Linked DNA regions of Mus musculus: regions 2, 3, 4, 5, 6 and 7 are each linked to region 1. Evidence: chromatin contacts called from public HiCAR-type, HiChIP or PLAC-seq and promoter capture Hi-C data. All regions are on one chromosome and are shown on one strand. The core of a region is the stretch at or near the end of the contact, and the rest is flanking DNA. Distances in the headings are between cores, read along the strand shown. Region 1 holds the start of 4833439F03Rik (RIKEN cDNA 4833439F03 gene). Region 2 holds the start of Tfip11 (tuftelin interacting protein 11). Region 3 holds the start of Alkbh2 (alkB homolog 2, alpha-ketoglutarate-dependent dioxygenase). Region 4 holds the start of Ssh1 (slingshot protein phosphatase 1). Region 5 holds the start of Srrd (SRR1 domain containing). Region 6 holds the start of Cryba4 (crystallin, beta A4). Region 7 holds the start of Asphd2 (aspartate beta-hydroxylase domain containing 2).

What was found. Promoter capture Hi-C pulls out the DNA fragments that hold promoters and counts their contacts. HiCAR-type assays count read pairs that join an accessible place to other places. HiChIP or PLAC-seq counts read pairs in DNA pulled down with a chosen protein or histone mark.
Region 2: a contact with region 1 is called in a FOXA1 HiChIP or PLAC-seq map of pancreatic cancer cells. The contact joins the promoter of Tfip11 here to the promoter of 4833439F03Rik in region 1. A contact is called at or near these places in 3 of 39 promoter capture datasets (hippocampal neurons, pre-B cells and stem cell-derived epiblast-like cells) and 3 of 115 datasets of contacts at active chromatin or transcription factors (large pre-B cells, neural tube and pancreatic cancer cells).
Region 3: a contact with region 1 is called in a promoter capture Hi-C map of pre-B cells, with 4 times the contacts expected there. The contact joins the promoter of Alkbh2 here to the promoter of 4833439F03Rik in region 1. A contact is called at or near these places in 3 of 39 promoter capture datasets (liver and pre-B cells) and 1 of 115 datasets of contacts at active chromatin or transcription factors (pancreatic cancer cells).
Region 4: a promoter capture Hi-C map of pre-B cells shows a contact between it and region 1, with 3 times the contacts expected there. The contact joins the promoter of Ssh1 here to the promoter of 4833439F03Rik in region 1. A contact is called at or near these places in 3 of 39 promoter capture datasets (hippocampal neurons, liver and pre-B cells) and 1 of 115 datasets of contacts at active chromatin or transcription factors (pancreatic cancer cells).
Region 5: a contact with region 1 is called in a HiCAR-type map of astrocytes, with 4 times the contacts expected there. The contact joins the promoter of Srrd here to the promoter of 4833439F03Rik in region 1. A contact is called at or near these places in 8 of 39 promoter capture datasets (embryonic stem cells, hematopoietic stem and progenitor cells, hippocampal neurons and 4 more) and 2 of 115 datasets of contacts at active chromatin or transcription factors (astrocytes and pancreatic cancer cells).
Region 6: a promoter capture Hi-C map of trophoblast stem cells shows a contact between it and region 1, with 5 times the contacts expected there. The contact joins the promoter of Cryba4 here to the promoter of 4833439F03Rik in region 1. A contact is called at or near these places in 10 of 39 promoter capture datasets (the SN4741 cell line, cranial neural crest, embryonic stem cells and 7 more), 1 of 115 datasets of contacts at active chromatin or transcription factors (pancreatic cancer cells) and 1 of 9 other capture datasets (embryonic stem cells).
Region 7: a contact with region 1 is called in a promoter capture Hi-C map of stem cell-derived epiblast-like cells, with 4 times the contacts expected there. The contact joins the promoter of Asphd2 here to the promoter of 4833439F03Rik in region 1. A contact is called at or near these places in 6 of 39 promoter capture datasets (embryonic stem cells, hippocampal neurons, stem cell-derived epiblast-like cells and 1 more), 1 of 115 datasets of contacts at active chromatin or transcription factors (astrocytes) and 1 of 9 other capture datasets (embryonic stem cells).

The regions. Positions count from the first base shown.
Region 1 is chr5:113,136,365-113,139,064 of GRCm38.p6, reverse strand. It overlaps 4833439F03Rik (RIKEN cDNA 4833439F03 gene), which reads right to left and starts at 1,253. Exons shown (of 3, transcript NR_166693.1): 1 at 1,088-1,253; 2 at 295-725. All of the region lies in intron 6 of 2900026A02Rik (RIKEN cDNA 2900026A02 gene), which reads left to right.
Region 2 is chr5:112,325,046-112,327,745 of GRCm38.p6, reverse strand. It overlaps Tfip11 (tuftelin interacting protein 11), which reads right to left and starts at 1,377. Exons shown (of 14, transcript NM_018783.4): 1 at 1,273-1,377; 2 at 76-261.
Region 3 is chr5:114,126,901-114,129,600 of GRCm38.p6, reverse strand. It overlaps Alkbh2 (alkB homolog 2, alpha-ketoglutarate-dependent dioxygenase), which reads left to right and starts at 1,383. Exons shown (of 4, transcript NM_001359941.1): 1 at 1,383-1,518; 2 at 1,832-2,075. The coding sequence starts at 1,862.
Region 4 is chr5:113,992,454-113,995,153 of GRCm38.p6, reverse strand. Ssh1 (slingshot protein phosphatase 1) reads left to right here and starts at 1,364. Exons shown (of 15, transcript NM_198109.5): 1 at 1,364-1,490. The coding sequence starts at 1,422.
Region 5 is chr5:112,341,693-112,344,392 of GRCm38.p6, reverse strand. It overlaps Srrd (SRR1 domain containing), which reads left to right and starts at 1,353. Exons shown (of 7, transcript NM_001359388.1): 1 at 1,353-1,518. The coding sequence starts at 1,370. It overlaps Hps4 (HPS4, biogenesis of lysosomal organelles complex 3 subunit 2), which reads right to left and starts at 1,298. Exons shown (of 14, transcript NM_001359853.1): 1 at 1,230-1,298; 2 at 1-349.
Region 6 is chr5:112,251,070-112,253,769 of GRCm38.p6, reverse strand. It overlaps Cryba4 (crystallin, beta A4), which reads left to right and starts at 1,252. Exons shown (of 6, transcript NM_021351.2): 1 at 1,252-1,278; 2 at 1,973-2,023; 3 at 2,633-2,700. The coding sequence starts at 1,985.
Region 7 is chr5:112,393,376-112,396,075 of GRCm38.p6, reverse strand. It overlaps Asphd2 (aspartate beta-hydroxylase domain containing 2), which reads left to right and starts at 1,303. Exons shown (of 6, transcript NM_001357013.1): 1 at 1,303-1,358; 2 at 2,077-2,291; 3 at 2,493-2,616.

The sequences.
Region 1 (2,700 bases), core at 4-2,503:
TTGAGGGAAGCTCAGGGCAGGTCACCTGCGTCCTCCATCCTCGAGGAGAGGCAGCAGGGACTGCTGAGCGGATAAGAGGGGGAAGGAGCTTGGTGGGGGAGGCTTAGCTGCTTAGCTCCGCAAGGAGATGGAAGCCGAAGGGCGCTGCCGCTGCCGGGAGAGGGAGACAGACTGACAGCCAGCCACAGGTCCTCAGACTTCACCTGAAGCCCTGGAGGCTCGTGCGGCAGCGGCCCCTCCACCTCCCCGGGGCAGCCGCCTCCCACGTACATGCCCCCACACGCGCGCACTCACCCGCGTTCCTGCACGGTGCTGCCTGGGGTGGGTAAGCAGTCTGGCACATGAAGTCCCCGAGGGACAGCGAGCGAGCGAGTTGAGACTTAGGGGGAGAAAAAAAAACAAAACAAAAAAAAAAAAACTGGGGCTGACGCCAGCTCCCTGGGCGGCCACCTCCCGAGGCCCCTCCTGCATTCCTGGGCTGTGCACCCCTCGCCAAGACAGGGGGCTGATGTCATTCCGGGCTGCCGGGCCAGGGGACCCGGGCTGGGTGGCTGCCTCTCCGGAAGTGAGCGCGCTGCCTGCTGGGCGGCAGGTTCAGTCGGCTTCGGGTTTGGAGTCTCCAGCCTGAGGACTGGAGATCTGCCTAGTTCAGACGAGAAGAGCCTGGAGAGAGAGCTGGCCGGCGGCGGTGGGCGGTGGCTCCCAGGTGTGCATGGGAGTTCTCCCTGCATGGACGGAGGAAGTGAGTTGGGGGTGCCAGCCCCCTCGCCCAGTTCTTCACAGCCACCTGCCCCTTGACTTCATCAGGGTTGGCCCCAGGGACTAGAACTGGACGACCTGGTTGGTTGACTCTAGGCTCCTGCTGGTGACCCCCTGCTGACCCGTCCCGTCCCTGTTTCGTGACCCGCACGGATGCCTGTCGGGCGATGTTTACTTTACTTGCGCTGATGTTCTCTGCCGGGCTTCCCATCGGAGCCCAGAACTTCTCCCCAAGGACGGTCACCGACAGAAGGACCAGGACCCTGGCAGTGTCGGCCTCCTAACTGCCTCCGCCTGCCCCCTCCTCCAGGCTGGCCCTATGGAGTACCTGGGCGACAAGCTTTCAGTGGCCCAGACACACATGACTCAGTGGGTTGGCACGGTGAGGCGGTCCTTCCAGGAGGCTCTGCACTTGGTGACGGCCACGGTGGGCACCGAGCGGAGCGGGGAGTCCGCCGCTCGCACCCCGTTCAAGCGCACCTCCTCCTTCAGACACCTGGCCTCTCGGAGCCGAGAGTCCTTCCGCCGCTTCTCCGCACGCAGCCAACAGAGGTTCTCATCCCTCCGGAAGAGACAGCCAGACTCTGAGGCCCCTGATCTTGTAAGCTTGGGGATAGATGTGTGTGGTTTAAAATAGCAGGGCAACCCTGGGAAGGTCCCTTCCCTCGGACTCCTGAGAGGGGGCCAACTCGTAGAAGCCTCAGGGGAGGACTTTTCCTATCAGTGATGATGGCCTTGGGATACTGAGGGGGATGTAGGCTGGGTTGGCTGCTCTGCAGGTGCAGCACCCACTGCTTGAAGCTGGTGGGGAACGGACTCCGGGCTCCTTGTCTGTGAGCAGGGCTGTGTGGGGGTTGGGGGGGCACTGCTGTCCCCACGGCATGCCGGCATCTCTATTTTTAGGGAAGCTTACTTGACACCTGCTCTATCTCCTCTTGCCCTCCCAGGGTGACCAAGTGGTCTCATTGCCTGTGTGCTGATTTAAGGCGGTTGCCTGGTTGCCACTGTTCAAAAGTGAGACACTGAGTGACTTCCGAGGGGAGGAGCTGTAGGGGACTGGGTGGAAGGTGATGGCAGGTCCTGCCAGCCTGGGAGCTTGGACTTGTGTGAAGAGCCCGGCCATTGTGGAGCGCCCAGGCCCAGCTATTGGGTTCTATGCTGTGAGACCAGGGTAATCATAGCCAGTGAGTGTAATCTGGAGTGATATGAGGCGGGTCTGGAGACAGAACGGTGACCTCGTGGGCATGCGCAGCAAGGTGCGGGAAGTCTGGCTGGGAGAGAGAAGCAGGAAGAACACTTCCCTGCCCAACTCTTGGCAGATGGTTTCTGGGACCTCTAATGACTTCGGGGACACTAACGTCACCAACCAGAACGAAGCTTAGTTGCAGTGCCCAATGTCTTCAGATAGCTGGCCTCTGCCCTGGGCTGAGTTGTCCCAGTTTTCAGGGGCGTTCGAGGCCAGACATGGGTTCAGTTATCCCTTTTTGTCCCCAGAGCCAGTGTGGTTATGAGACAGTGTTGGGCAGGGGAATGCAGCTGTCCGCAGAGACCAGGGGACTCAGCAGGGCGCACACAGCCACTGAGCCACTAGGCAGGGGCTCACCCAGGCCAGAAGCCATGCTGTGAGGCTGATCAGGGGTGACTCCTTGTGTGGGAGTCTGCACTCCTTTGGGTCTTGAGTGCTCGCCCATTCTCCGCGAAGGAAGAGCTCGTTCTGTGTCAGCTTGTCTGTCTCCTCCTGCCCCGTTCCCCAGAATCCTCTCCAGGAACACTAGCTCTGTTCCCTGACCTCTGCCCTAGCTCTTCTTGGGCTGTGTGACTTTGGATGCTGCCCTAAGTCTCTGTGCCTCTGTGCATGTGGAGTGTGCTCGCAGTGACAGGCCAGCCACCCAGGTGGCGAGTGGGTGAACATAAATACACCCAGAAGTAGTGTGGATTTCC
Region 2 (2,700 bases), core at 128-2,627, 810 kb after region 1:
CACGCGTGGGGCGGGGCCACAGAATGACAGGCACATATGCCACAGAAAGGAAGCAACAGCTCTAAATGTTATTACCTCAGAAACCAGGTTGGTCTTTTTACTTCTCCAGGAAAAGTTGTATCTAGCCAATTTGCAGTTCCAGGGAAACTTCAGAGCATTTTCTGAAATACTATTTCCACGGGACTGAAGGTTTCCTTCCCTGAACGGCTTCTACGGTACTGGAAGGTTGCAGTCTTTCTGAATGCCACTTTGCAGTCACTCCTAGAGGGTAGGGAAAAAACAGTGTTCTACCCAGGTAGCTATTCATCTCTCTCTCTCATAACTGCATTCATTCAGTTCCAGGAGAAGCTTGTAAGGACTGATTAAGATGATACTTTCGAAAAACAAAAGCTCCAACACTTTGGAGGCAGAGAGGCAGATCCATCTCTCTAAGTTCAAAGCCAGCCTGGTCTCAAAACCGACAAAACAACAACGAAAGCTCCGCTCCCAGTAGGTGCTCAAGAAACAGCACCCTTACATCTTTGACTCTAGCAGTAGGGAGGCAGAGACCAGGGGGGTCTGAGTTCAAAGCCAGCCTGGTCTACAAAGCAAATTCCAGGGCAGCCAGGGCTGGCTGCTAAAGAGAAATTCTGTCTTGAAAACAAAAACAAAAAACAAAACAAACAAACAAACAAAAAACAGAAACGGGGGGAAAGGGAGGAAAAAGGAAAAAAAAAAAAAAGCATCTTCTTCCACTCCATGATCGGGTTTCAGGTTCACACTCATTACAAGTCAGGACTGCGAAGTGAATCCTTCAAAATGATTGTGAAAATCATTAACACTTAACACCCCAGCCTGAGTCTAAATCGCGCCTCTATGAACACCTGTGAGTGTGGTTATCACATTCAAAGGTCCCGACCCGACACTGTGTGCATTGCACAGTAACATCCTCACTATGTGACACCAGTGACTGACAGCGTGAAAACGGCTCCGCGGTGACTAACAGCTCCCCCCCCCCCCCGCTGCTCCTCCTCCTCCTCCTCCTCACTATGCACCGGCGAAACTCAACAGGTTCCGACCCCAGCAACCAGCACATGTTGAGTTTCCTCAAAGGAGCAGGAAGCCCTAGGCCCACTCAATTACAGCACCGCCACCTCCCCAGCACAGGGGACAGGAGACGCTCAGCTCAATGTCAGCAGCGGGCCCGGAGCGCAGGGAAACCGTAAAGCCGTCGTCACGGAGCCTCGGAGCCTCAGCCCGCGCTCCCGGGACGCCACCCCGCCGCCTGCTCACCTCGCTCAGCATCCGCGAGAGCCACACAGCCTTCGCCCAGCGTCCCCGAATCTGCGAGGGTCCCGCCAGCCCAAACCCGGATGTGGCCTTTACCGGCGCATCGGAAATACGTCATCGCTCAGAGGCGGAAGTGGCGCGCTGTTGCCCCGGCAGCGACTTCACGCCGGAGGGGGCGTGTCTGCAACCCGGAAGGGCCGGTGATCCCGCCTCGCGCTGCTTCTGGTTCCCATCGGAACTGAGGCTGAGTGGCCGTCTCGTTCCAGGGCGAGCCGTCGCCAGGCACTGGAGTCTTACTTGGCGTTACCAGCGTCACGAGGACACTGAGAGATTAAAATGTCCTCGCGACCCCATGTCGAGTTCTCTCCAGGAAGCAGTTTTATTGTTCTCCTCTTTGCTCTAGTTATTTCTCTGTCGCTGGGAAAGAACGGAGTTGGGGTTTCTTGTTGGTTTGATTTGGTTTTGGTTTTGTGAATTTTCAAGACAGGGTTTCTCATCCTGCCGTGGTGGCGCACGCCTTTAATCCCAGCACTTAGGAGGCAGAGACAGGTGGATTTCTGAGTTCGAGGCCAGCCTGGTCTACATACAAAGTGAGTTCCAGGACAACCAGGGCTACACAGAGAAACCCTGTCTCGAAACCCCCCACCCCCAAAAAAAAGAAAGAAAGAAAGACAGGGTTTCTCTGTGTAGCCCTGACTGTCCTGGAACTCATTGTGTAGACCAGGTTAGCCTCGAACTCGGGAGATCTGCCTGCCTCTGCCTCCTGAGTGCTGGCCTTAAAGGCGTGTGCCAACGCGACCCACAAAGAGCATATGTCATCTTTTTACACATCTTACAAATCTATACATAGTCTGGTGCCATCTCTGGTTCTGAAACTAATTTGTTTTCTCTAATACCCTAAAAGGCTGGGTCCTGGTGGGTTTTGTTGTTGGCTGGACTTATTTTTGTTTTCCCCTGTCAGCTTGATACACACTAGAGATATCTAGGAAAAGGACTCGGTGCTTCCATCGGATGGCCTGTAGGCAAGACTGGTGTCGTTTGCTTGATTCATGATTGATGTGGGACGGCCCAGCCCATTGTGGGTGGGGCCTCCCCCTGTGGTCCTGGGTGCTGTAAGCACAGGGAGCAAGCCAATAAGCAGCGTTCCCTCCGTGGCTTCTACTTCAGTTCTTTTTAAAAATGTCTTTGGACTGTAATCTGTAAAGCAAATAAATCAGTTTCCTTCCCAAATTGCTCTTGGGTATGGTCTTTACAATACAGCAATAAAACCTAACCAAAAAACATGCAGGAGGATTTGTTAGTGAGGCTCTTGGGGAGTCCGTCAGAGCCAATGTGATACTGTGGGATCAGGGTCCCTTCTTGGGGTTTTATGGTCACGTGAATGAAAGCATCTAAGAACTGATACAGAGAGCTGAGGGCGGGCAGTGGGGC
Region 3 (2,700 bases), core at 134-2,633, 990 kb before region 1:
CTCCAGGCGGTTTGCCTTTCCGCAGCGTCCCGCTAAAATCTTCGCATGCTATGTTATTTTGTCCCTTACCTGGAAAGCTTCAATGCTGGCTTAGGATTCTTCCCTGTAAGATCCTCTTCCCCATCCCCCCCTACTCCCTAGCCTGTCACCCTGCTCACAACTTCCATATTGTACAAAGAAATCTTGTTTATCACATTGCCCCTTTTTTGTTTTCATCTCCAAAATACAACGTGGATAAGACAGGACCTGCTGTGCCCTGCTGGTGTGTGACAGCAGAGAGCACCGTGTGCTCCCATAGGCAGCACTTTAGAGAGATATAACACGTTCCCTCTGGTCGAGGACCAGGGCGTTTTCTCAATGAAGTAAACTCAGCATTCACAGAAAAGTTTGAGCTTGAATATTTATGGTGATTTTTTTTTCTTCTGTGCCACCAGGAGCAAGAAATGACTGTCACAGGTCTTTCCATACCAGCAATGGAAGGAGAAAAACGGTACAAATGTCCTCTATGTTTATACATAGTATATAAATAAAATGGCTGTACTTGAAGCTAAAGATTAAAAAACACAGCTGGGCAGTGGTGGCGCACGCCTTTAATCCCAGCACTTGGGAGACAGAGGCAGATGGATTCCTGAGTCTGAGGCCAGCCTGGTCTACAAAGTGAGTTCCAGGACAGCTGGGACTACACAGAGAAACCCTGTCTCGAAACAAACCACACACACACACACATACAAAGAAAAGAAAAACAAACAAAAACAACCCCCCCAAAAGATTAAAAAACACGGGGGCAGGGGCAGGAGAGATGGCTCAGCGGTTAAGAGCACTGACTGCTCTTCCAGAGGCCCTGAGTTCAATTCTCAGCAACCACGTGGTGGCTCACAACCATCTGTAATGGAATCTTATGCTCTCTTCTGGTGTGTCTGAAGAGAGCAATAGTGTACTCATATAAATAAAATAAAATAAAGATTTTAAAACACGGTTATATCTAAAAGCAGTGTGCTTACAGAAATAAGTCAAACGCAAAAGGCTATACAGCCTCTAATCCATCACATTTATGTGGAATCGTGAAGAAGAGCAAGCAAGGAATAGCTGACAAATTATGTCGGAACCTAAGGGAGGAAGGATTCTATGGGATGGTATAACTGTTCTCCATGTCGACTGTAGTGGTCAGACAATGCTGTGTCTTTGTCAGGAGTGCAGATTCATACACTGCCCTCAAGCCCCCCAGACAGTATGCTGTAGCACACTAGGCTCGTAGACCCCAGAACTGGTCCACAGGCCTAACCTTGCTGAGCCATCAGGTGAAGGCAGCATCCTGCGGTGCGCAGGGAGACCGGCAGGGGGCGCTGTGCCCGGAAGTCCCGCGTAGGCGGGAGGGGCGGGGTGAGGGTTCCTGGGGCTGCGTGTGTCTGTGCAGAGACCTGACCCACCGCTCCGGGCTCTCCGGTGGAGCCCGGTTGCTCGCCCGTGCCAGCCCCTACCCCGCGGGGCCGCAGGGCAGAGGCAACCCTGCTTTTCTGGGTAACTGGGCGAGCCTCATGCCTCTCTGCGCTTGCGTCTTCCCATGTGTAGCCTTTTGGGTTTGGGCAGCCGTTTGCAGCCAAAGCTCTCGAATTCCGAAGAGGACGGACGGGTCTTTAAAAGTACTCCATTCCAGGGCGGGCCTGGGGATGCGTGCCCGGGATTCCTACCGATGGGCGCCTGGGGCGTGAGGACAGCGTGGTTCGGGTCAGCTTGTGCTAGGAAGACTTAAGCTACAGGGCAGGCTCCCCGCCTGGATGATGCCCGCCAGGCACCTCCTAGGAGGTTTAATGCGCTCTTGTTTCCTTTGTAGGACGCGTCTGAGCTGTGAGTGGGCGGCGGGATGGACAAGTTCCTGGTGAGGCCAGACCTCCGCGACCTCCAAGGGGGAGGGGAGGAGCCCGCCCCGACGGGAGGAGCCTCGGGCGACCTGAAGAGCCCGGACTGGCGACACCTTCGCGCGGAAGGTCTGAGCTGTGATTACACCGTCCTATTCGGCAAAGCCGAGGCAGACAAGATTTTCCGAGAGTTGGAGCAAGAAGTGGAGTATTTTACTGGTAGGCGGAGGTCTTACGTGCGTTAGGCTTGTGCGAGGACAGGATGCGCCTTCCCTGGGAGAAGCGTGAACTTCCGGCTGTGACGGATTAGGTCACGGTCTGGGCAGCTCTGGTTAGGTTAGGTTATGGTTTGGCATACGAACTGTCCACGAGGTCTAGAACGAAATTATTTGGCAACTGATTGGAATTACCTGGGAAGTTAAAAAACTAAATAACAAAAAAAGCAAAACAAACCCCCAAACCGAACCATTCTGGGATCTTCGTGATACTGATTCAAAATAGCTGGAGGCGAAGGTTAGGCCTCAGTGGTTTTTGTTTTTTCGAGACAGGGTTTCTCTGTGTTGCCCTGGCTGCCTTGAAACTCACTCTGTAGACCAGGCTGACCTCAAATTCAGAAATCCTCCTGCCTCTGCCTCCCAAGTGCTGGGATTAAAGGCGTGCGCCACCACTGCCTGTCGACACCCTGTTTTGTTTTGTTAAAGACCATAATTAAATAAATGTATGAGATGAGTCAGCAGTTAAGACTAGTTGCTGTCCCAGAGGACCCAAGTTTGGGTCTGAGCACCCACATGGCAGCCCACAATCCTCTGTAACTCCAGTTCCAGCTACTGTGGTGCCCTTGTCC
Region 4 (2,700 bases), core at 115-2,614, 860 kb before region 1:
TCCAAACAGAGGGGAGCCCTGCTGGGTATTGCCATTCAAAACCTGTCTTACTTAGTGCTGAAAAACTGTGGACCAAATTCACAGACAAAAAGTATACTCAGTCCTGTTTTGACATAGTTGCCTTCTGAAAATGCAGAGGATGCTTTGTGTCGACATAGGGGGCAGTTAATGGCGCCATTCTCAGATCTTTAAAAACCGAGACTCTTTGCACTTAGCAGGAGCGTCTGTTAAATACGAGCAACTGGAAACTTCCTTACATTGCGGGGTAACCCCACTGAAAATCCCCTTTAAGGGTTGGTTACATGGTACATAAAGGAGCCTTGCCACTAAGGCTAGTGACCTGAATTTGATTCATGCATGTATTCATACGCATATCACACACACACACAGATAATAATAAATAAAAATTTAAAAAGAAAGACAATCCTTATTTGAGGATGGAGACTGTTGATACCCTCAAGACGGTGGAAGAGGCAGGGAGGAGCCAGGTTTCCTCTCGGGCTTTGAGGATGATGGAGTGGGACTGGAGACTTGTGATTAGCAAGGCTTGGGTACCACAAGAGGTCCAGAGTAGGGGTCGGGGCTCTGTGAAAGAGAAGTTTCTATCAAGTTGCCCAGTACCGCCTTGCTGGGGTCCCTCACCCTGGCCCACTGGCAACCTTTCCAAAGCCAATGCAACGCGCCCGCTTATCCCCACTGCTGTCCCCGGGCAAGCTTCTGGCCGGCCCACAGTTCTCTCTCCCTCCGTGGGTTAGTCCAGCTCACGGAAATCCTGCCTCCTAGCAAGTACTACTCCTTCGAGAAGCCTTTCCTCTCGCCACCCACTAGTCTGCGTTTCTAGACACCAGAAGGAATTCGAAGATTAGATCAGCCCTTGGTGGTGCAGGCGTTGGAATCCAGGACCTTGAGTAGGCCGGCGGGACACCCTGCTACTGGGCTACACCCCAATCCTATGCAAAGCAACTCTGCAAGCGGATTTCACAGTCCCGGGGGTGGGGTGGGGTGGGGGGAGGCCCCGCACTTTGTATGAGCAGAGTAACTTTCCTTGAAAGAATAAACGAGTGAGTCTTTTACAAACTCTGGGCAGCTTTGCTCTGCTGGCCTTGCCTTCGGAGGCCTCAGTTTCCCTACGCTGCCCGCGAGTCTAGCGGCGGAGGAGGGGCCCAGGCCGGGCGGCTGCAGCCAGCGCGGGGGCGCGCGCGAGTGGACGTGACCGCGCGGCGGGGCCCGCCCCAGGCCGGTCACTGGCGCATGCGCATCACTGCCCGAGCGCTGCGGGCCCGGCGGACTCCGGAGCCGGGGAAGGGGGTGGGGGGTGGGGAGTTTGCGGGAGGGAGGAGGGAAGAGGGAGGGAGCGAGGGGCGGGCCCGGCGCGGCTGCCCGGCCGGCTGCTGGAGGCCCCGGGCCGGGCCCGCGCCGCGATGGCCTTGGTGACCCTTCAGCGCTCTCCCACGCCCAGCGCCGCGTCTTCCTCCGCAAGCAACAGCGAGGTGAGCCCGGCCGCACCCTCCCACAAGGTGTGAGGCGGAGGTGCGTCCGCCCTTGGGGTGCGGGCGTCCCCGCGTCCCGGTGACTGAGCATGCGCCGGGCTGGGGTCGCGGAGGTGGGGGGGCGGGGGGGGATGCTTCCAGATCGCAGGGCACCAGGAAAGGCTCTGGTCGGCTCTGGGCTGCAGGGTCTCGGGTTCCGCTCGGGGCCTGAGCTCATGCTGCTTAATCGGGGTAGATGGGGACCGGAGCGTCCGGGTCCTCAGGACGGCCTGCCCCAGGCTGTGCTACCCCAGCCGGGCTCATCCCACCCCCTTCCCCTGATGAGCTTAAGGCCTCGGAGTAAACCCCGGATGACCCAGCCGGCTGCAGGGGACGCCCCGCTGTGCTGGGCTAGCCCCGCAGGCCCAGGAAGTTGCCAGCTGGAATCTGGGCCCTCTCCCGGGGTTGTGTGTCTGCGTGAGACTTGGCTCAGCACCCCTGCGTGCCCGTGTTGGTGCGTTTTGGGCTCGTCTTGCGGGGACTGGCAGGCATCTTTGCAGAATGGCTGTGAGGTTAAGCCTCCAGGGCCCTTTCTGTCTGAGACTCTTTCATGAGTTTTATCTGCAGGCAGAAGGTTCTGGTTGCCTCCTCTTTGCACACAATTAGGCAGGGCAACTGAGAAGTTAGATTGTAGTAAGGCCTCTCTTCCCACACAGCTCGGTTCCCCTACAACAGTTTACAAAGTGCCTTTTATCTTGTGTTCTTCCTAGGAAACTACAGGAGCATAGGGAAGCAGGGAGGGGCAGTACAGGCCTTTGCAGCCGAAATTCTCTTCCTTCCTTCCTTCCTTCCTTCCTTCCTTCCTTCCTTCATCATGTAGTTGTGGCTGGCCCCCTGCCTCTGCGTCTCAGATGTTGTCAGTTCAGAAGAGCTTTCCACACCTGGCTCTCAGCCTGGATTTCTAGCCAACTTCCATAATGTTATGGGAATTTAACACTTGGTCGCTTCCAGTTCCTGTATTAGACACATTTTTAGGCTTTTAATCTTTTTTTTTTTAGTTGAGATGTAACTCACAGCCTGTGGCTTTACCTTTTGGAAGTATGTAAGTCAGCGTTAGTAGACACACCCGCTCAGCCACTCAGTCCCGAAGCTTCAGCGCCCCGCCCTTCTCAGTTACCGCTTGTCTTTGCTTCACCCCCACCCCGGGGCGTCCCCTACTTCTCTACATTTG
Region 5 (2,700 bases), core at 104-2,603, 790 kb after region 1:
TTTTTTTTTTTTCAGCAGAAAATAGCTTTGCAGAAGGGAAACCAGACGACGAGTGTAGAAGGTACTGGGTGTAAGGGACCACACCAGTCAAATGGTCCCAAAATTAAGGAACTGGCACTCAGGAGCCTAATCAGAATGTGCGCAGCCCTTCAGAGTGCAAGAGAGAACTTTGACAGAGGGGAAGACAACTCAGTGTATCATGGAATACTCTGCCAGAAAAGAGTCTTGGCCTCACTCTGATTCTTCGCTCCTCCAAGAGAACTGTCCAGAAACAGGTGGTACAGGCATTAAAATTACTATCCACGAGGCTGAAATTTTCTGACAGTCTTATTTCACTGTGTGGATAACACTGGGAGGAAACACAAAAATAATTTAATCCTTTTCCTTGACAAGCCTTCCGTCATTTTCATCTATAGTCTTTGTTTTGTTTTGTTTATTTGTTTGTTTGTTTTTTCGAGACAGGGTTTCTCTGTATAGCCCTGGCTGTCCTGGAACTCACTCTGTAGACTCAGGCTGTCTCTGCCTCCCAAGTGCTGGGGTTAAAAGTGTGCGCCACCACCACCTGGCTTCATTAAGACTATAGTCTTAATCCCACTTTTCTGGTTAATTCCTTCAAGGACAGGATCTCTAAAGCTGGCCACAATCTGCCACCTGTGGAAATAGTACGTTGAAGTCTCTTAGGGAGGGAGCCAGGCATGGTAGTTTAGGCCTTTTATCCCAGCGCACTGGAAATAGACAGGCAGATTGCTGAGTTCCAGGCAAGCTATGGCTACAAAGCAGGACCCTCTCTTAAAAGCGAGTAAACTCTCTTAGGAAGAAGGAAGTGCCCGAGGGGCATCCCCCACGAACCCGAAAAGGCCTCTTAAATATCAGTCACCTCAACTACACACACCTCGTTCTGCAGCAAACACAGGGCGAGCACACTGTGCAGGGCATCTCTGTTCCTGGAACCACCCCTCCCATTCCCTGAGGCCTGCTCGGAGGACCTAACAGCGAGTTCTCAAAGGTCCCGATGAGGTCAGTGATTGTGTAAGGGACCTAAAGAGGCCATGACACCCTAAGAGTACAGGCAGGGGGACAGTGCGGGTGCGCGCGGGGACGGAGGGAAGTCCCTCGCTGGTCAGGAGCCCCGAACCCTGCGGCCCGATCGCGTGGATCAGGCTCGCCCGCCCGCCCGCCCACCGGGACCCCGGGCTCTGTCTGGCCGCCCGCGGGAAAACCCCCGATACCTGCGCCCGCCCGGCAGCCCCGCGATCACGCGCGGACCCACCTCCCGCCGGTGGGGGCTTGGCGATGACGTGAGGTGTGACGCAGCCTGTGACGTCGGCGGCACGGCGGCCGCTCTGGCGCACTCTGCTGACGTCAGAGCATGGCGGCGGCGGCTCTCGAGCCCTGGAGCGCGGTGGCTCCGCGGAGGAGGAAGCGCGCGGCGGGAAGGCGACCGCGGCCGGGCGAGGGGCCCCGGGCCGAGCCGGAGGCGGACGGCGAAGCGGTGCTACGCCGCCTGCGGGAGGCCGAGTGAGTGCAGCGCCGAGAGGCAACTCCAGCCTCAGTGTCCCTAACCTGGAAATGGGTGTGCCAACCCGCTGGGAAAGGCTGAGTTCTCCCTCCGGTGTCACTGTAGCAAGCTCTCAGTAAAGCTGCCATTCCCATTCGCTGCGGCTGCGGCAGTTTATCATCCTGTGTCCCTGTCTGCCACCTTTGAGATGGGGGTTTAAGCATTACGTAGGGATGCTCAGAGGATTGTGTGATGTGACTGTAGAGCACTCCCTGGCACCCAAGCTCGAGGTGGGGGAGGAGGGTGTCAGAAGGTGCTCAGAAGACCTCTGCTTTCACTGCATAGGTTAGGACAATCAAACTCAAATGTGAGGCTTGGTGGCAAGAACCTTTACCCTATAAATCATCAGCTCTGGATTTGGAGGCGGGATCTTGTACTATAGCTTAGGCTAGCCCAGCAGCCCTGAATTGGAGGATATCCCGTCTTTGCTGTGGGCCACACACCACATTGGTTATTATCCGTATTGTAAATCGAGGTTGCAGCAAACACAGATGTCAACATTTGCATCAATGGTTTACTGAGCAGCAGCTGTGTGCGCAGACTTTTGCAGCCTATGTATTTCACAGGCTCACTGGAATCCTGGGCACTCCGAGAGACATACAAAGATCATTGTTTCAGGCCCAGGCCTTGGTGACTTCAAACCCCATGCTTCCACCTAATCATTATCATGTACTCTATTATGTTACATCCATCTCCCCAGCACTTGGTCTGTACCTTCTTACAGGGCACATAGACGGTGCCCACCATACACAGGCTACACCGTGTTCTTGCCTTTTCTAGTTTTGGTCTTACAGGGCTAAGTTAGAAATGTTGGTAGCATTTTGTATGGGTCAGAAGGGCTGTGATGAGGGGGGCAAGTTACACTTAAAAAGCATTGGTGACCCAGAAGTTACCTCTGAACATAAATTACTGGCGGTGCAGCTGAGAGGACAGATAGAAGCAAGCAGTGCCTTAAAGTCTCGAGATTAGTGAGACATAGGTGTCTAGGACCTGAACTCTTCAAGGCGCACACCAGATAGTCATTGTTTCCTCAGCTGCTTCAGAATCTCCCAGAATGCCCTGCTTCTCCCAGCATCCTTCCAGGGGTGTGGTTATCACTCCTGAGCATAGAGAATCTGATTCAGGGCTACTTAGAATATTAC
Region 6 (2,700 bases), core at 3-2,502, 890 kb after region 1:
GTGTGAGAGAGTATGTGAGTGTGTGTGTGTGAGTGTGTGTGAGACTGTGTGAGTGTATGAGTGTGTGAGAGTGTGAGGGTGTGAGAGAGCATGTGTGTGTGTGTGTGTGTGTGTGCACTCACATGGAGGTCAGAAGGTCAGAGGGTAACTTTCAGGAGTCAGTTCTCCCTACTACCCTGTGGTCCTGAGGATTAAAGTCAGGCTTGGAGGTACCCCACTGAGCTTTGTCTTTTTTATTTCACAGCACAACTGAGGCTTAGAGGCATTCACTGGGAACCTGCTCAAAAGTAATTAGCCCCCAGGCACGGGATGCAGACACAGGCTACTGGCTGTGGAGACTGCACCGGTCCACCCTTCCGGTCCACCCTTCGCCACGCCCTGAACGTGAGACAACTGTTCTGACATCCCAGGAAGGAAGAGATGTTGCTATTTTCCTGGCCATCAAAGGACTCGCTCTTTATCTGGGTCACCCAGTAGCAAGGCTGAGTTTTACCACAAGCCGCTCCTGCCATGCTACCCTCTCCTGCAACAGGACCCCTCAGAGGCAGGGATCAGGGGATTCCATATGCTTTGGGTGCTTATCTGGCATGCACTGCTTTGGGAAGCATGCTAGCAAGCTGCAGCGCCCCCCCCCCCCCCGCCCCGCCCTTTGCTTCTGCATGCACAGCCCTGGATGCTTCTGCCTTGTGGAGTGCATGGGTTCTAGCCCTGACCACCACTCTCACCTCCTGAGAAGAGTTGTACTGCTGGGTATTTGTTATCCAAAGCCCTTGCTCCAGGCCCCCAGGGTTTTGCTTAGAACCGGTTACTTCCAAGCTACTGTATACATTGTTTCCACTTTTTCAAAGAGTATCCTCAAGTGAAAGTGTGACGTCCAGCTAGAAGAGGCAGGGGCAGGTGAGGTGAAGGAGGAGGGCAGGCACAGAACTCTATGATCTGGCTTCTGTCTGTCCTATCATGCAGACAGACAGAAGGACACCCACCATCAAGATGATGTTGGGTCCCTAGTCCTGGACAGGAGTCCTGTGGAACCAATGGAAATAGGCTATCTACCCCTCATATTCCCTAGTGCTGACCCTGGGCAAGCCACCAGTCCTTCCCCACTAAAGGCAGAGCTGCTGACATGTCCACTCTGGGCCTTGGCCAGGACTGGCTTTTGTTTCTATCTCTGGCTTGCTGAGTCTGTGTTTGTCCCTTGGGGCCCCTGTTCCTTTCCTGCCTATAAGAGCCCTGACCTTGTCTGGTTCTGGTTCTGACGTGTGCTCTGGGCCCTTCTTGGTAAGTATGAGAGGGAGACAGGAGTGGGGCCGAGCTCTCTGGTGGCATCATCCTACAATATCAATCTTGGGGATGTCACTGGCTAACCCTGAATGCCATCACATCCCAGGAAGTCTACAAGTGTGTCAGACTGCTGCCTGTGACTCTTAGTTAAATGCCAAGATCCCCCTCCCCTATCATTTTGTGACCTGTGTGTCCACTATGAGAGCCACGCACTAGGCTAGCACTGCACTTTGTTTTGGTGTGTGTGTGCACTCACTTGTGTGTGTGTGTGTGTGTGTGTGTGTGTGTGTGTGTGCGCATGCATGTATGTATGTATGTATGTATGTATGTATGCATGTATGTATGTGCCTGTATGTATGTGTGCATGTGTGTGAGTGTGCATGTGTGAACTTGTGTATGTGTGTGATTGTGCACATGTGCATGTGGGTGTGTGTCTGTGTGTGCATGTGTGTGATTCATCCACCTCTCTCCACTCATCTGGCACTGCAGTCCACTGTGAGCTGGGCTGGAGACAATGGCACCCAGATGTGGCTGAGATTGGTGCTGTTTGCACGTGGGTGGGGTGGGAGAAGGATCGCCCCCGTCCTGGGATACCCAGACCCATCTTGATTCTGACACTGTCCAAGTCAGCCTTCAGTCAGAGATGCTGCTGGGAACCAGATGGAAGGTGACTGTGTTCTTCTCTCTGTAGGACCGTGCCAACATGACCCTGCAGTGCACCAAGTCAGCTGGACACTGGAGGGTAGGGAGTACCCTGGGAGGGGAGGGAAGGAAGTCGACATCTAAGAACCTCTTACAACAACTTCATTGAACCCCATCATCCTGCAGGAGGGCTACTGACTGCCTTGAGCCCAAGGCTCAGACTAGGGGGCAACCTGCCTGAGGCACGCAACCCGAGTTGGTCCCCACCCTTGAGTCCTGGCACACAATCATTCTACTGTGCTTCTCTGGCCGTGCTTGGCTTTGCAAAGGGAAACTAAAATCTGGGTGTGATAGCTTATGCCTGCCCTAGCATTGGGGAAGTAAAGGCAGAAGGAAGCTCGTAGGCTCAAGGCCAGCCTGGGTCTTGCGAGATCTTGTCTCACAAAAAATAATATAGCGGAGCCACATAAAAGCCTTTGATGAAGGCTTTGGGAAATGGAAGCTCTGCTTGTTTTCTTACCTAATGACAGTCAAGGGTGGAGACAAAATTGTGCTGTCCAGGATCCCACGGTCCACCTTGCTCACCCACCTGGCCCTGGAGGCATGTGACCTCTGCTTTACCTGTTTGACTCACTCTGAGTCCAGGGTAAGATCCTCTCTGCTCGCCAAACCTTGATGTCCACAGATTCCCTCCTTCTTTCCTGCACAGATGGTGGTGTGGGATGAAGAAGGCTTCCAGGGCCGACGGCATGAATTCACAGCTGAGTGTCCCAGTGT
Region 7 (2,700 bases), core at 54-2,553, 740 kb after region 1:
GTCTGATCATTTGTTCTCGGCCTATGGCACCGATTGTGGAGGCCCTGGAGTTTACAACGGGAGGTGGGTCTGGTTGCAGGAAGTAGGCGGGAGAGGTGGGTTTTGAAGGACAGACTGACCCTGGTTTTGCCCCAATTTCCTGAGCCTAGATCACACGCTTACAAGTGTAGCATCCCTCCATGCGTTTTCTGCCATAACGGACTGAAAACTTTTGACCTGTGAGCCCAGGTGAGCTTTCCCACCTCCATTGGTTTCTGTCAGGTGTCTTGGTGGCGTCCCCGCAAAAGAACCTTGCTGAACCAATGACGCGTTTTGAGTCACTGTATTAAAATAAAAAGTGGTGGTGGGGGGGGGGGGGGATGCTATTCTACTCCTGGAATTGTAACAAGGGCTTAAGGGACTAAGATGGAGACTCCAGGGCATGGAGTGGGTTCTGAGTCAGGAAACAGGGGTCCTGGGTGAAGCAAGTGGGTTCTCTATCACCAACTGTATAAGTGCGAGCTTGGGTGAAGGGCAGGGGGCTTCTGGGACAGACCCGAGGTGATTTTATCCTGGACAAAAATGAGGATTCTAGGCCAGGACAAAGATGCATGCTGGGATTGGAAGCAGTAGGTTCGAGGACAGACACAGATGGGCTGTGGGCTGGCATCCCACCCCACGCTCCCAGAACGCCCATGCACTGTTCCAAGGAGCCCACGCTTCCCTGGGCGCTCGCAGCGCGGTGTCCCTAGGCCAGGCTGAGCAGCCCCTTTCCCTCCAGTGAACTGGGCAGAACTGGCCGTGGCTAGCTAGACTGGGCCTCCCTGTGGGCAGGCGCCAGGTCTGCAACAGCTCCAGTCAGCAGCGCCCAGGCGGGGCCGGGAGCCGCGGATCTTCCAGGCTGTTCCATTTGCAATTTCATCCCACGTGTCCGCGGGGCCTCAGAAGTGTGTGTGGGATTCATCACAGGCAAGAGGGGCGAGGGGAAGGACACCAAGGGGAGGAGATGCGGAAGGGAGGACCGAGCGGAGGGGATGCAGGAGGGAGGGAGGGAGGAACAAAGGCGTCTGATAGGCGAAGCCCCCGGACCTGATGCGCGCACCCGATGCTCGGTGGGGCGGGACGCGCGGAGCCCCCCGCGGGTACGCGCGGCAGATGCATGCGCCGGGGGTCCCGCCCCGCCCCGCCGCCCCCTCCCCGCCGCCAGGCGCGCGCGGCATTGTGGGAGTTGTGGTCCTCGGGGTGGCGGAGCGCAGCGCGGGCGGCACCGGCTCGGCGGGGCTCGCGGCTCCGGCCGGGCGGCGGCTGCGGGCGCGGCAGGGGGCGGCCGCGTCCCTGGGGCAGTGGCGTCGCCCGGGTCCCCGCAGCCGCCCGCGCAGGTAAGCGGGGTCTCCAGGGCTGCGGGGCAGAGGAGGACGATGCTAGGGGCGCCCGCGCCTGCATCCCGGGCCGGCCCAGGGCCCGCGGTCGCCTAGCACCGGCTGCGTGCTGAGTGCCTCTCGAGCTGGACCGCGCAGCGCAGCATCACCCCCACCTTTTCTCCTCCCCCTCTTTCTCTCTTTCCAGCTTCCTCCTTCGCCTTTTCCCCTGATCCCCCATCCTCCTCAGCATCACCCACTTTGACCCACCTCCCTGTCCCGAGAATTGTCACGCGCCCTAAACCTCCTTCCCACTTTTCCAGGTAACCCTCACCTCACCATCTCTTCCCCTGACTACCTGCGTTAACGCATCTTTCTGACCTCTTCTGTCGTACTCTCTCCAGGGCCTGTGACACTGGCGGGAGACTGTGAGGAGGAAGGTCCCTAGAGGGGAGGGCTTGTCTCCGGACAGTTCTCTGCGCCCCCTGGTAGAGAGGATAGCAAGCAACACAGCTACCCCCTATCCTCTCCTGTGGTGTGCTGTACCTTGCGGGGGGGGGGGGGGGTTCGGGGTCGCCTGGCTTCACCTCAGGGTGACCCGGTCTCTTTGTCATCAGAAAGCTTCCTGAGCTGGTCATCTGATCCGGGTTAACTGGGTCAAGTGGAGACTGTCTCCCCAGGCATTCCTCACGTCAGAAGTTATCTTTGATCGGACTTGAATTTGTCCTTTATTCCCCAGAGCCGGCTGATCTTTGAGATCTGAGGTTCGGGGCTGCATGATGCCCGTTCCTGATGGGAACTGATCTGTGAAGAGAGCCAGAAGTGTGTGTGTCTACCTATTATCCTGATGCCACACACTCTACCAAAACCAGAGTTTGTTCTCTTGTCACAAATCAGCTCTGGACTTGTGTGTCCCTCCCTGGGCGAAGGGGCCGCCAGCCTCCTGGAACTCAAGTGAGTGGCAGGTCCCAGCTCCTTCTCTTAGTGCTGGATTTGGTCATGTGGAGAGGTTAGGCTCTCTCCTTGCTGAATGTTTACTGCTCTGTCTAAGGGAGGGCTCTTGTTTGCTTTGTCCGGAGCAAGCAAGGCTGTTCTGAGGAGGGGAAGGGCTGGCAGTGGAGAGGTATCCTATCCATCTGCTTTTGACATGAGCAGGTTGGTGGGAACTCGGTTTCTTGAGTCAGTTATTACCACTGACTGGGGCTCAGGACATCCGAAGAAACCTGGCTGATGAAAGCAGTTTTGGAGTTACAGTTTCCTCAGAGTCTATGAACACCAGGTGAGAGTCTCACATAGAATCTTGGGAACCCTGGGCTTTCTCAAAGAGCAGGTGCCAAAAAAGGCACCTTTCTGGGGCTTTTCC